3 separate regions of the Mus musculus genome follow, and regions 1 and 3 are each linked to region 2. A link is a contact called in public promoter capture Hi-C data. All regions are on one chromosome and are shown on one strand. The core of a region is the stretch at or near the end of the contact, and the rest is flanking DNA. Distances in the headings are between cores, read along the strand shown.

Evidence for each region. Capture Hi-C pulls out chosen DNA fragments and counts their contacts.
Region 1: a contact with region 2 is called in a promoter capture Hi-C map of adipose tissue. The contact joins two enhancer-like sites. A contact is called at or near these places in 5 of 484 Hi-C or Micro-C datasets (B cells, bone marrow-derived macrophages, hematopoietic stem cells and 2 more) and 3 of 9 other capture datasets (adipose tissue, liver and pancreatic islet).
Region 3: a contact with region 2 is called in a promoter capture Hi-C map of liver. The contact joins two enhancer-like sites. A contact is called at or near these places in 7 of 39 promoter capture datasets (3T3-L1-derived adipocytes, the C10 cell line, the HPC-7 cell line and 4 more), 8 of 484 Hi-C or Micro-C datasets (ECoMG myeloid progenitors, the P5424 cell line, brown adipocytes and 5 more), 1 of 115 datasets of contacts at active chromatin or transcription factors (microglia) and 3 of 9 other capture datasets (adipose tissue, liver and pancreatic islet).

Annotation. Positions count from the first base shown.
Region 1 is chr2:11,677,776-11,681,050 of GRCm38.p6, forward strand. Il2ra (interleukin 2 receptor, alpha chain) reads left to right here. Exons shown (of 8, transcript NM_008367.3): 4 at 2,435-2,650. Among named protein-coding and RNA genes, the nearest start is that of Gm39759, 14 kb to the right of the region's middle. Within about 2 kb of position 1,581, at least 7 of the 459 cell types and tissues checked have an H3K27ac peak or open chromatin away from gene starts, as enhancers often do. A contact at or near this core is called in adipose tissue, where this site is marked.
Region 2 is chr2:11,585,937-11,589,506 of GRCm38.p6, forward strand. Rbm17 (RNA binding motif protein 17) reads right to left here. Exons shown (of 12, transcript NM_152824.1): 8 at 2,992-3,155; 9 at 1,785-1,858; 10 at 931-1,029. Among named protein-coding and RNA genes, the nearest start is that of Rbm17, 15 kb to the right of the region's middle. Within about 2 kb of position 2,280, at least 22 of the 459 cell types and tissues checked have an H3K27ac peak or open chromatin away from gene starts, as enhancers often do. A contact at or near this core is called in adipose tissue and liver, where this site is marked.
Region 3 is chr2:11,476,747-11,480,359 of GRCm38.p6, forward strand. It overlaps Pfkfb3 (6-phosphofructo-2-kinase/fructose-2,6-biphosphatase 3), which reads right to left. Exons shown (of 18, transcript NM_001177753.1): 15 at 3,452-3,613; 16 at 1,290-1,312. Among named protein-coding and RNA genes, the nearest start is that of Gm52500, 23 kb to the right of the region's middle. Within about 2 kb of position 2,000, at least 6 of the 459 cell types and tissues checked have an H3K27ac peak or open chromatin away from gene starts, as enhancers often do. A contact at or near this core is called in liver, where this site is marked.

The DNA of each region.
Region 1 (3,275 bases), core at 331-2,830, 91 kb after region 2:
GCAATGTGATGCTTTCATTTCCCTTTCTTTCCCAGCTCTGTCCTGGAATAGTGTTTTTCAAATACATTTAATGTTTTCTCTGCTCTCCTGGTATCTGGTGCCAACCTCGACAGTTACTGAAAGGTCTCTGTTGGTGGGGTGTCAATATTTGTTCTTACTCAAAAGACAATCAGATGAACTTGGCATGGTTGTACATGTCTGTAATCAAGCATCTGGGAGCAGAGGCAGGAAGATGAGAAGTTCAAAGCTGTCCTGAATTGTATGATAACCTCTTCAGCCCCAAATAATGAGGGACGGAGAGAGAGGGGAAAAGGAAGGGAGGGTGAGGGAGGGGGAGGGAGAGAGAGGGAGAAAGAGAGAGAGAAAGAGAGAGCGAGAACAAGTTGCTTCTAGCTGAGGGATGTTTTTTTTTTTTTTTTTTTTTTTTTCTTGTGATATTTTTTTTTTCCATTTTTTATTAGGTATTTAACTCATTTACATTTCCAATGCTATACCAAAAGTCCCCCATATTTACCCACCCCCACTCCCCTGCCCACCCACTCCCCCTTTTTGGCCCTGGTATTCCCCTGTACTGGGGCATATAAAGTTTGCAAGTCCAATGGGCCTCTCTTTCCAGTGATGGCCGACTAGGCCATCTTTTGATATATATGCAGCTAGAGTCAAGAGCTCCGGGGTACTGGTTAGCTCATAATGTTGTTCCACCTATAGGGTTGCAGATCCCTTTAGCTCCTTGGCTACTTTCTCTAGCTCCTCCATTGGGAGCCCTATGATCCATCCATTAGCTGACTGTGAGCATCCACTTCTGTGTTTGCTGGGCCCCGGCATAGTCTCACAAGAGACAGCTACATCTGCGTCCTTTCAATAAAATCTTGCTAGTGTATGCAATGGTGTCAGCGTTTGGATGCTGATTATGGGGTGGATCCCTGGCTATGGCAGTCTCTACATGGTCCATCCTTTCATCTCAGCTCCAAACTCCGTCTCTGTAAGGGATGTTTTATAATTTGTAATAGTTTGGGGTTTACAGAAAAGAAAAATTAAGTTCAAACAGGTTCCATCAACTATAATGTTTCCTGGTCTTAAAATAATTTGTTCTGAGACTAAAACTCAGTCCCAGTGTTGTTACACAAAGTGCAATGTAACAGAAAATGGCTCAGGTCAGGGCCACCCAGCTTCCTGTGGGGGCAGAGAGCTTGAATGTGGTTCTTTTGGGGATTGTTTTGGGTAGTCAGGTGTTTTGAAAATCTGGAAGGTTCTAAACCTACGAGTAATTTATGATTCAGAGTCCGACAGCATATATAGTTCTGTCTGATTAAATGGAAGGCCATTGATAGGGAATTCCAAGATTAATTCAGAATAGGCCACGATCTCTGCGGCCAAAGTTCAGCCAAGCCTGGGTTCCTTCCAGTGAGTGAGAAGTTGCTGGGTGTCGGGGATCTTTAGAAGGGTTGACATGGTCGATGTGGGTCGTGCTTCAGCTGTGGTTTAATCAAAGATCTATTTCTCTGAGATTCTCTCAGTGACTCCCCTCCTCCAGACATTAGCTTTGTCCTTGGTCAGCTCCCCCAAGTCCTAGGCTGAATGCTAACAATTTGTTTGTTCCTCCTCACGTGTTCAGCAGCTGTACTGAGAGGTCCGTCCATCTGCTCCACCCAGCTGCTGTGTCTCAGCAGAGTCTCAGGGTCTTTGCAGCATGGGTCAAATGAAAAGCACATTCCACCTGGGCTCCCGGCAAGCATCCCCTCCGCACCTGCCGCTCCCACTGCCGGTCCACCTTCCTCTGTCTTTCTCACCTCATCACCTATCCGACCCTTGTGGGAGTGACCACCATGTGACTTTTCCTGGGGAGACCTGAACAAACATCTGGTCACTAGATAGAGCAATGACTGCAAACTAAAGAAATGATTCCACCCAAGTATCATGTAATGAACCAATGAATTCACTGGGCTTACTCTTGGGAGCAAGGATAGTTCAAATTCAGCTGCTTCATCAGAAACCCCACCCCAGCTTGGATAAAAACCCTCGTAAGCTGGTTTGCTGGAGGTCCCAGGGGGACCGGCGGACAGCCCCAACAGTTTGAGTCTCCTTCTCTCCCGTCATTGTAACTGCTTATGTAACAGTAAGAGAAGAGGGGCGGTGAGCTGCAGGAGCATCCTGTCATCTGTGGGGTTTGTTTATTTTATTTTTCTGAGTCTTAAAGAGCCGCTCTCCAATTCAGGAAATAGCTGCGCATCCCTGGGTTCCATGCCTTCCTACAATGCCTACATTTCTGACAGCTGGAATCTATCAACACTTGTAGGTTCAGTGAAAGCAAAACAAGTAAATAAGAACCGATGTCCAGTTTTAGCCACCAGAGTTGTTCTGGGTGCAAGAAGTAACCTAGAGGCATTTGCTGTGTCTTCCCAAACTTGCCTTCAAAATTCTCTTCCTCGTCCAGGTCACTGCAGGGAGCCACCTCCTTGGAAACATGAAGATTCCAAGAGAATCTATCATTTCGTGGAAGGACAGAGTGTTCACTACGAGTGTATTCCGGGATACAAGGCTCTACAGAGAGGTCCTGCTATTAGCATCTGCAAGATGAAGTGTGGGAAAACGGGGTGGACTCAGCCCCAGCTCACATGTGTAGATGAAAGAGAACACCACCGATTTCTGGGTAAGTTGTTCCTTTCTTGTGTCCTTCCCATTCTTTCCTCATCTGGACCACACTGCCATGGGATCTGGGAAAGCCACGTGGCCTTCTGGGTCTCACCTTTTAAAACACAGAAAGAACACTCGAAATGCTGAGGTTCCCTTAACTCTACATAGAGATGGTTAAAGGCAGGGAAATGAGGATCTCTCCGGTGCTCCGAACCATACAGGATGCTGTCTCTAGGACAGAGTGCTATCCTGTGTCTATTGAAGCCAGAGCTTCCACAACTTCTGCCCATCACCAAGATATCCTATTGTTCACAAGGGAAAGTTCAGAATCACACCCATGACTCTTCTTTGTACTTATATGTCATTTGTACTGTGTTCCATGGTCATTACAGTCCCCTTAAAGGTCCCCCTGATTTTCGATAAAAAGTACAAGTGTGTGGGAAGTGACTTGCCTTAGGATGGGCCTTCACATGCCCAGTCCTGCTCACATGCAACCTGCCTGTGCAGAGGTCTTCAGCCATCATTGTTTGAAACCTTACTACTTCCATCATCAAAAGGTGCTCATGAGTTTTTCTGGTTTCTTTGGCTACTGCCGTCTGTCACATTTCATGACTTCCTCTGTGGTTCCCTTGGGATGCTGT
Region 2 (3,570 bases), core at 1,030-3,529:
TGTTTGTGCACACACTCTAATTTCAATTATTAACATATATGTATATTCGTGTACACATACTCGACAAAAGCGGTCAGCCATCAAGGAAATAAACTGCTCATATCATAAACTGTGTTTTTGAGGTTCTGTGTTAGGGGGCTGAGACCACATACCTAAAGCTAAGTAATGCAGTCTGTAATCGAGTGTTATACAGTCAGCAGACACAGGGTGAAGCAGCAGCAGCAACAGCTACACAGCTGTCCTCACAGGTCTACATTTTCACTAGCTTTGTTTAGAGGTCCAAGCTTTCTACAATATGGCTTCATGGCATGTATGTAAGCATGAGTCCAGCTAGTTCCCAGGAGTCCTCACCCAGCCCAAAGCCCCTTCCTCTGCCACCCCCCCCACACTCTATTCAAAGCCTGGCTCACATGTGACAGTAATAAGGCCTTCTTCATTTGTTTCGGCTGACAGCATTCTCAAGATCTCAGTGCCAATACTCCTAGGTCTACTAATTTTGTATTTCCTGGTTGTTATGTGCTGTCTCTTCATCTGAACATATCCTTGAAAATGCAACACGTTTTTGGTGTCTTAAATGTTCTCAGTACAGAATGGGCTCCATGAGAGGCATGAAATACTTGCAAATGTAAAATGTTTCCATTATACTACTAAATAAACTCTACTTTTGTTTTTACATTTAACACTACCAGACAGCTGGGAGTAGTGATGATGCCTTTAGTCCTGGCACTTAGGAGGCAGAGACAGGAAATCTCCGTGAGCTCAAGGTCAGCCTGCCTACAAAGGAGACCTTGTCCTACAAGCAGAACAAACACAAATCACCCAGTCTAAGTGAAATGTGTTGGCTTTTATAGGGAGACAATGTTACTAGATCAACGCCACTTGTAGAGGGGGACTTATAATCCACCAATTGCAAGAGAAAAATCTCCGTACCTCAAATATCACACATTTCCCAACTTTGCCATATTTTTCACATTCTTCCTTGGTTTCAACTTCCAAGTCTTCATCGACCTCTCCTGCACCAACCATGTTCTATATACAGAGAAGCAAACACAGGCGTAATTTACAAATGTCTGCAGCTTTCAGAAATAACACTTTCTTTCATAAAGGCAAATGTTCTCTCCCCTCTACTCAGCCAGAACTAGAACTTTGCACACACTGGGAAGTGCTCCAACACTGAGTCCCATCCTAGATGTGGGATATGTTCTAATCCCAAAAGACAGAATGGAAAATTCTGCCTCTAAGGTACTAGAGCTGGCATTTCTGCAAACAGAGAGCAAGCTCTGAAAAGTGTTATAACAGTATCTGTGTACCAAAGAGGATGTTTCAGAATTGTCTAACCATTTTAACTAATTAGTCGCTGCAGTCTCATGTAACATTTTACTGAGAGGATAACCTAAAACCCATCTGTAAGGATCTACCCAAAGGTATTATTTGTAAAAGTATCATTTTCAACAATCTTTTCAAAAATGTATTTTTTAAAAAAAATGTATGGGCGTTTTGCTTGAATGTATGTCTGTGTACCATTTGAGTGCCTGGTGCCCTCAAGAGGCCAGAAGAGGGTAGATCCCCGGGAACTGGAGTTATGGACAGCTGTGGACCATCATGTGGTTGCTGGGAAACAAACTCGGGTCCTCTGGAAGAGCATCGCATGCTCTTCCCACTGAGCCATTGCTCCAGCCCATATTCTCAGTATTTTATAGGCTACCAGTGGGACTTTGTGAAAGCCTGTAAAGACAGGTAGACGGGTGACATAGGAGCAAGGACAAGTTTCTTTTACTTCTTACCCTCAGCAAGACCACTTTAGTAGGGCACTTAAGAATTTCAGTTAATGGATTTGAATCCGACTTCTTGGATGCATCTGTATCAAAACATGAGACACTATGATCGTTAGTTTTAATTTTCCTAATCTAGACATGTAAAATCTAGACATAATTAAATCTAGAGGTCTAGAAAGGTCTGTGAGAATGCCTGTGAGACAGTATCTTAGTTATATTTACTGAAATGGGAGGAACCCTGAAGTTTGGGGGCCCAGACCAAACAAGGATGGGAAAAGGAAACCAAGGACTAGTTAGTATGCATTCACTCATCACTCTCTGCTCCCAACTACATGCTACGTGACTAGCTGCTTCATGTTCCTGGTGCCTCGACTGCCCCTTAGTAACAGATTGTAACCTGGATTTGGATCGAGCCAAATAAACACTTCCTCTCATAGTTGCTTTTGTCAGGTTATTTTACCACAGCAACAGGAAATGGAACTGAGGGAACAGGAAGTGTTACTGAGTCCCAGCCCAAGACTAATTCAATCACATGCCAACTTCATCACTGTGTCCTAGAGTCATCTATGCACCAGGCCCTGCCGTAAAAGCATGCTCCTCTTTGCTATATGCATTTATAGTATTATCTGAAAGTTTCTAGCTTTTACCCACCATCTTTTGCTCATTTCACTTCCTGAAGGGCTGGCAGAGCACAGTTTATAATATTTACTGATAATCTTTGTCTTGGAATACCAGTTTAAGGTTGCTGGCAAAGACAATTATCTAGTTACTAGCTACACTGACTTTAGATCCTACTGTAAACTGAGATAAGTCTGTTTTTAACTAGCAGCTAGCAGTGAGGCGACTGGCTGCGGCTGAGGCTGTGCACCAACAGGATTGTCAGTGGACTTGTTACCAGAAGTAAACCAGAACCACATCTATACTGAAAGGAAAAAAGCCTGAGACCCAGGGAAGGCGCGGAGAAAGCAAACACAATCTTTAAGCATTATATCAAGCTCTAAAGATACTTTGCCTAATCAAAGCAGCTGGGAAATTTTGCTCCCACAAACATATTTCATGTCTGCCTTGGTTCTGAAACATAAAGACAAGTCTGAGACTTCTTGGTTTCATAATACAGAAGTGGAAAGCATGTCACAGCAGCAGGAGCAGTCACTGCTCCCCGAGGAGGATGCACCATCCCTCTGGAATGAAGGACCCACACGCTCTGTGAACTTACCCTGAGCCTCGCCCTTCTCTGTCGCATCCCCCACAATGATCTTGCCGCCACGCTTGCTGGTCTTCTCCACAGACAATGCAGTACTCAGCCCTTGCTCGTGTTTCCCCAGTCCCTGACCTTCCCGGAAGCCATACTTCTGCATAATCTTATGAGCCACTGTGCCACTGTGAGGGAAGGAAGAGGATCCTTAGAGCTAACGCCACTGATACCAGAACACACTGGACACACTCTGGCCACAAAGAAAGCATTTGAAAAACCTTTTCCCGTGTTAAGAGCACTAATAGAATTAGATTCTTGGTCTGCTGCTTTCAAGAGGGCAGCAATTTACTCCCGGTGTCAAAGGTCTCAAGGGTGTCCCCGTCGACTCGGCTTTGCACCCAAGCTCAGCTCCCACTAGACCTGCACCTACTTATATTCTGCAGTTCCTTTCAGAGATCCTTTTGAACAAACTATTTCAGGGCAAAGGAAACTCCTACAAAGGCTAAACTATTCTGTATTGGAGCTTTCTTAAGTACAAGTTAAAAATCCAATTCCTGTTTAAATGAAAACCAAACAAAGCGACAATTTTTATGGTGAGCA
Region 3 (3,613 bases), core at 750-3,249, 110 kb before region 2:
TCACAGGATCAGGGTTGATTTCATAGATCTAATGGTCTAGGACATGAGGTGGCACTCTCAGGTTGGGCTTACAAGCTGGGTCTCCAGATTAGAATCTAATCATAGTTGGGGCAGGAGTGGTGGTGGTGGTGGTGGTGGTGAGTCTAAAGGTGCTCCAGCCAAAAGCACTATTAGATTCTCCAGCTTGTCCATTTCCAAGGTGAATCTAACAGTGTAGGGTGGAGGCAGCAGATGTGAACAGCTTTTCCCAGCAGGAAAATTGCCTTCTGAAGGAAATGCACAGATGCAAACTCACAAGGCTCCAAACCCAAAGGCTCTGCAAGGAGAACCCTTGGTCCCCAAGCAGTCCACAATAGACACGCGAGGGTGAGCACACTGTCCCTTTTTATGCCAGCCTTCTCCTTAGGAAGTGGCAGCAAGGGCGCCCGCAGGAGCTAACCCAGAGACCAGCAGCCACTCATGGTGCCCCTTAGCCTTCAAGAATCTAAAACAGAAGACTGGTACTTGGGCTTTTCCAACAAGCTTGCAGGAGAGAAGAAACCAGCTTTCTGGGGCACAAGGTCTGTTTGAGGCCTGGCTCTACAGCCTGCCAGTGTGTGGGTGTGCAGGCCATTTGACTTTTCTTGTTAAACAGTCTCTTATTGAAGGGGCCAGAGATGCAAAGGATGGCCAATCTCATTCTCTGTGAGTCCCAAATGCCAGCCCCAAGCTTGTCACAGCTGCAGTCAGGTCTGAGGATACAGTGGAGTGGGATCCCCAGCTATAGTTCGTACATGGATGTCTCCACAGACTGTCCCTTGGCAGGACTGACAGGCCAGGACAGCTCCATGACATCAAAATAGGTCCCCATGCTTGGCTACTAGGTTCTGGACTAAATATTGTTTTCAGAACAAAAGGATGCTCCTCTGGTGGAAGAGGTACAAAGCAGGGGTAGTAAGCATTAGATTCATTTACATGAAAATCTGACCCCACAAGGGAACTCTGGCATTACGTCAAGCCCTGCCTGTGACCAATGAAGAAGACACAGCATAGAACCCCAAGAGGGAGTGGGGAGTAGCACCCTGTGTTTGATGGCATTGGAGTGTGCTGAACATGGTGAAATCCAACCTGTATCTCTTTCTGTATCTCTTCTCTACAAACTTTGGGAATTCTGTCTTCCTATCTCCTACTCCTCTGTGGGCAACCTCAGACTGTCTTCCTCCTAGATACTTCAACAGGCAGGAGACCAAATGGGCAAACAAGCAAGCGTTGAGTGCAAGCAATAGAATTATTGAGAAGGAAATACTTACAGACAGGCTTTCCCTAGCAAAGGCTGCAGGGAGACAAGATAAGGAGAGAGAGAGAGAGAGAGAGAGAGAGAGAGAGAGAGAGAGAGAGAGAGAGAGAGAGAGAGAGAGAGAAAGTAAGTTAGGAGGCCAGATGGCAGCTGCTGAGTTGAGTCCCGCACCCCTCCCATGTCTGAACCGGCCAATAGATGCCGACATCTGTGCCTGAGGATCTGGCGATTCTAAAGGGCTGTCCTAACAAAGTCAGAGGCACCTGTGAAGTGTGTGTGTGTGTGTGGGGGGGGGGGGGGCAAGACTGAGCTCTTGCCAGTGACCTCTATGACCAGATCAGTATAGTTCTGGATGTCACCTGGCCCTGGCCCAACCCTTGAGCCTCTGCAACAGAAGACTCCCACAATGCACCAGGATAGAGTGGCATAGAGAAGCCATTTGCTTGGGTGTAGTTAGAACATGCTCAGACCTAAAGGAGTCTTCCCACTGCTCCTGTGTCCATTTCCAATGCTAAAGAGACTGAGCCTGGACATTAAAATCCACATGCCAGGTATAGCAGTGTGCCTGGGAGGAGGGGGAGAATCAGGAGTTCAAAGTTATACTCAACTACACAGTAAATCTAAGGTCAGTCTCTCTGCACCATGAGACACTGTCCTCCACAAAACAAAGCAATCCTATACTCCGGAGGCAGAGCTAGAATGACCATAAGTTAGAGACTATGTACTCTGGACTATAGTACAACTTGACAACTTGAGGCCAAATGGGGAAAAACAACCTACACTCAGGTTAGGACAGAGCTACAATCAAAGCCAAGTCCTTGGGCTCCCAGGGAATCTGTCATCTCACTGAACCTAACCCTTACTTTGTGCCAGACCCAAGTTATACGGACAGCACCTTATCCGAGCCACTTTTTGTAGGGTATATTACTGTCCAATTCCACAGGTTAGGAAACTGAGGCCTGGAGTAGTTAAATGAGCAGTGGAGGCCACAGGGTTCTCTCTGGACCTCATTCTAACCCTTAAGATGTTAACAGGAAGCTCAGGGGCAGCAGAAGAGCTGTCACCACACAGCCAGAACTGCCTAGTATTGATCTGAAATTCATCCAGGCACGGGGCAAGGTCTACTATCTCATGTTGGCAAAGGTCCTCGGCTATCTCTAAAGGACTGGTTTCCTGAAAACAAATTTGGATGCTCAACAGCCAGACTCTTCAGCCTTTGATCTTTCAAGCAAGTGAAAGAGTGAGTCTTGCTGAGTTCTGTTTATTTTTACTCTGATCATCTAACCACTGTGTGAAAAGGTGGCTGTCTTAGCTGCCTGATTCTGTATATGTGTATACGCATACCATGCACACGAGCATCCGTGTATCAAGGTGCAGGTAGACACAAGTACCCCAAAAGTGGAGATAAAAGGACAACCTTAGATGCCAACCTTCAGGAGCCTTCCACCTTTTCTTACTGTGTTGGGATTTCACCATGTGGACCAGGCTAGCTGGCCGAGAGCTTCGAGGATCTACCTGTTTCTGTCTCCCATCTCACCACTGGTGATTTTACAGGCATGAGTCTCTGAACACAATTTATTGCATGGGTTCTCGGGATCTGAACATAAGTCTCCGAAATTGGACAGAAAGAGCTTTAAACTCAGCTGCCTCTCCAGCTCTGGACTGTTTCTAAGGAGGACAGGGCTATGCTGGCTCTGGAGAGGAGTTAGGCTTTTCTGTGTGGCCTCAGCCCTTTTTCTGCCAGAGGTGACAGCAAAGAAGTTAGCAAAAGAGAGGAAAGACAAGACATCAGTCCCCTGGGCTGTACAGACTCCTGGATTGGGAATTGCTGGAGTGTAGACTGCTCTAGTAGTACTCAGAAATGTGCATAGGACAGGGGCATTTTATAATGTCTTTACTCTGCCTGATTCTGCTCAATAAAGAATAAAGGCCACAGCTCGGAAAGGATGCGCACAGTCACTGCTGATGAGGAAAGATTGCAGAGTGAGAACGGTATGTTCTCACTGATGCATGTACATACACTAGACAGCCACAATCCTCATACATCGCACATGCAGCCCACTTGAACACAGGCACTCATCCTTACTTGCAAACACAACACAGAACCCCAGATACGGGCATCCTCTTCCCTCTGCACTCTCCCCTGTAGGCAGTAATTAAAGCAGGATCACTGACTTGTCCGGGCAGCTGCGTGGGCACTTCCGGGGGCAGGCAGCTTGGCAGGGCAGCAGAAGTGGAAGCCACACGCTCCTCAAAGCTGTTGATGCGAGGCTTTTTGGTGGGCTCGGGACTGGCTAGTGGGGTGACACTATTGCGTCTCATGAGCGGGTTAGGTCC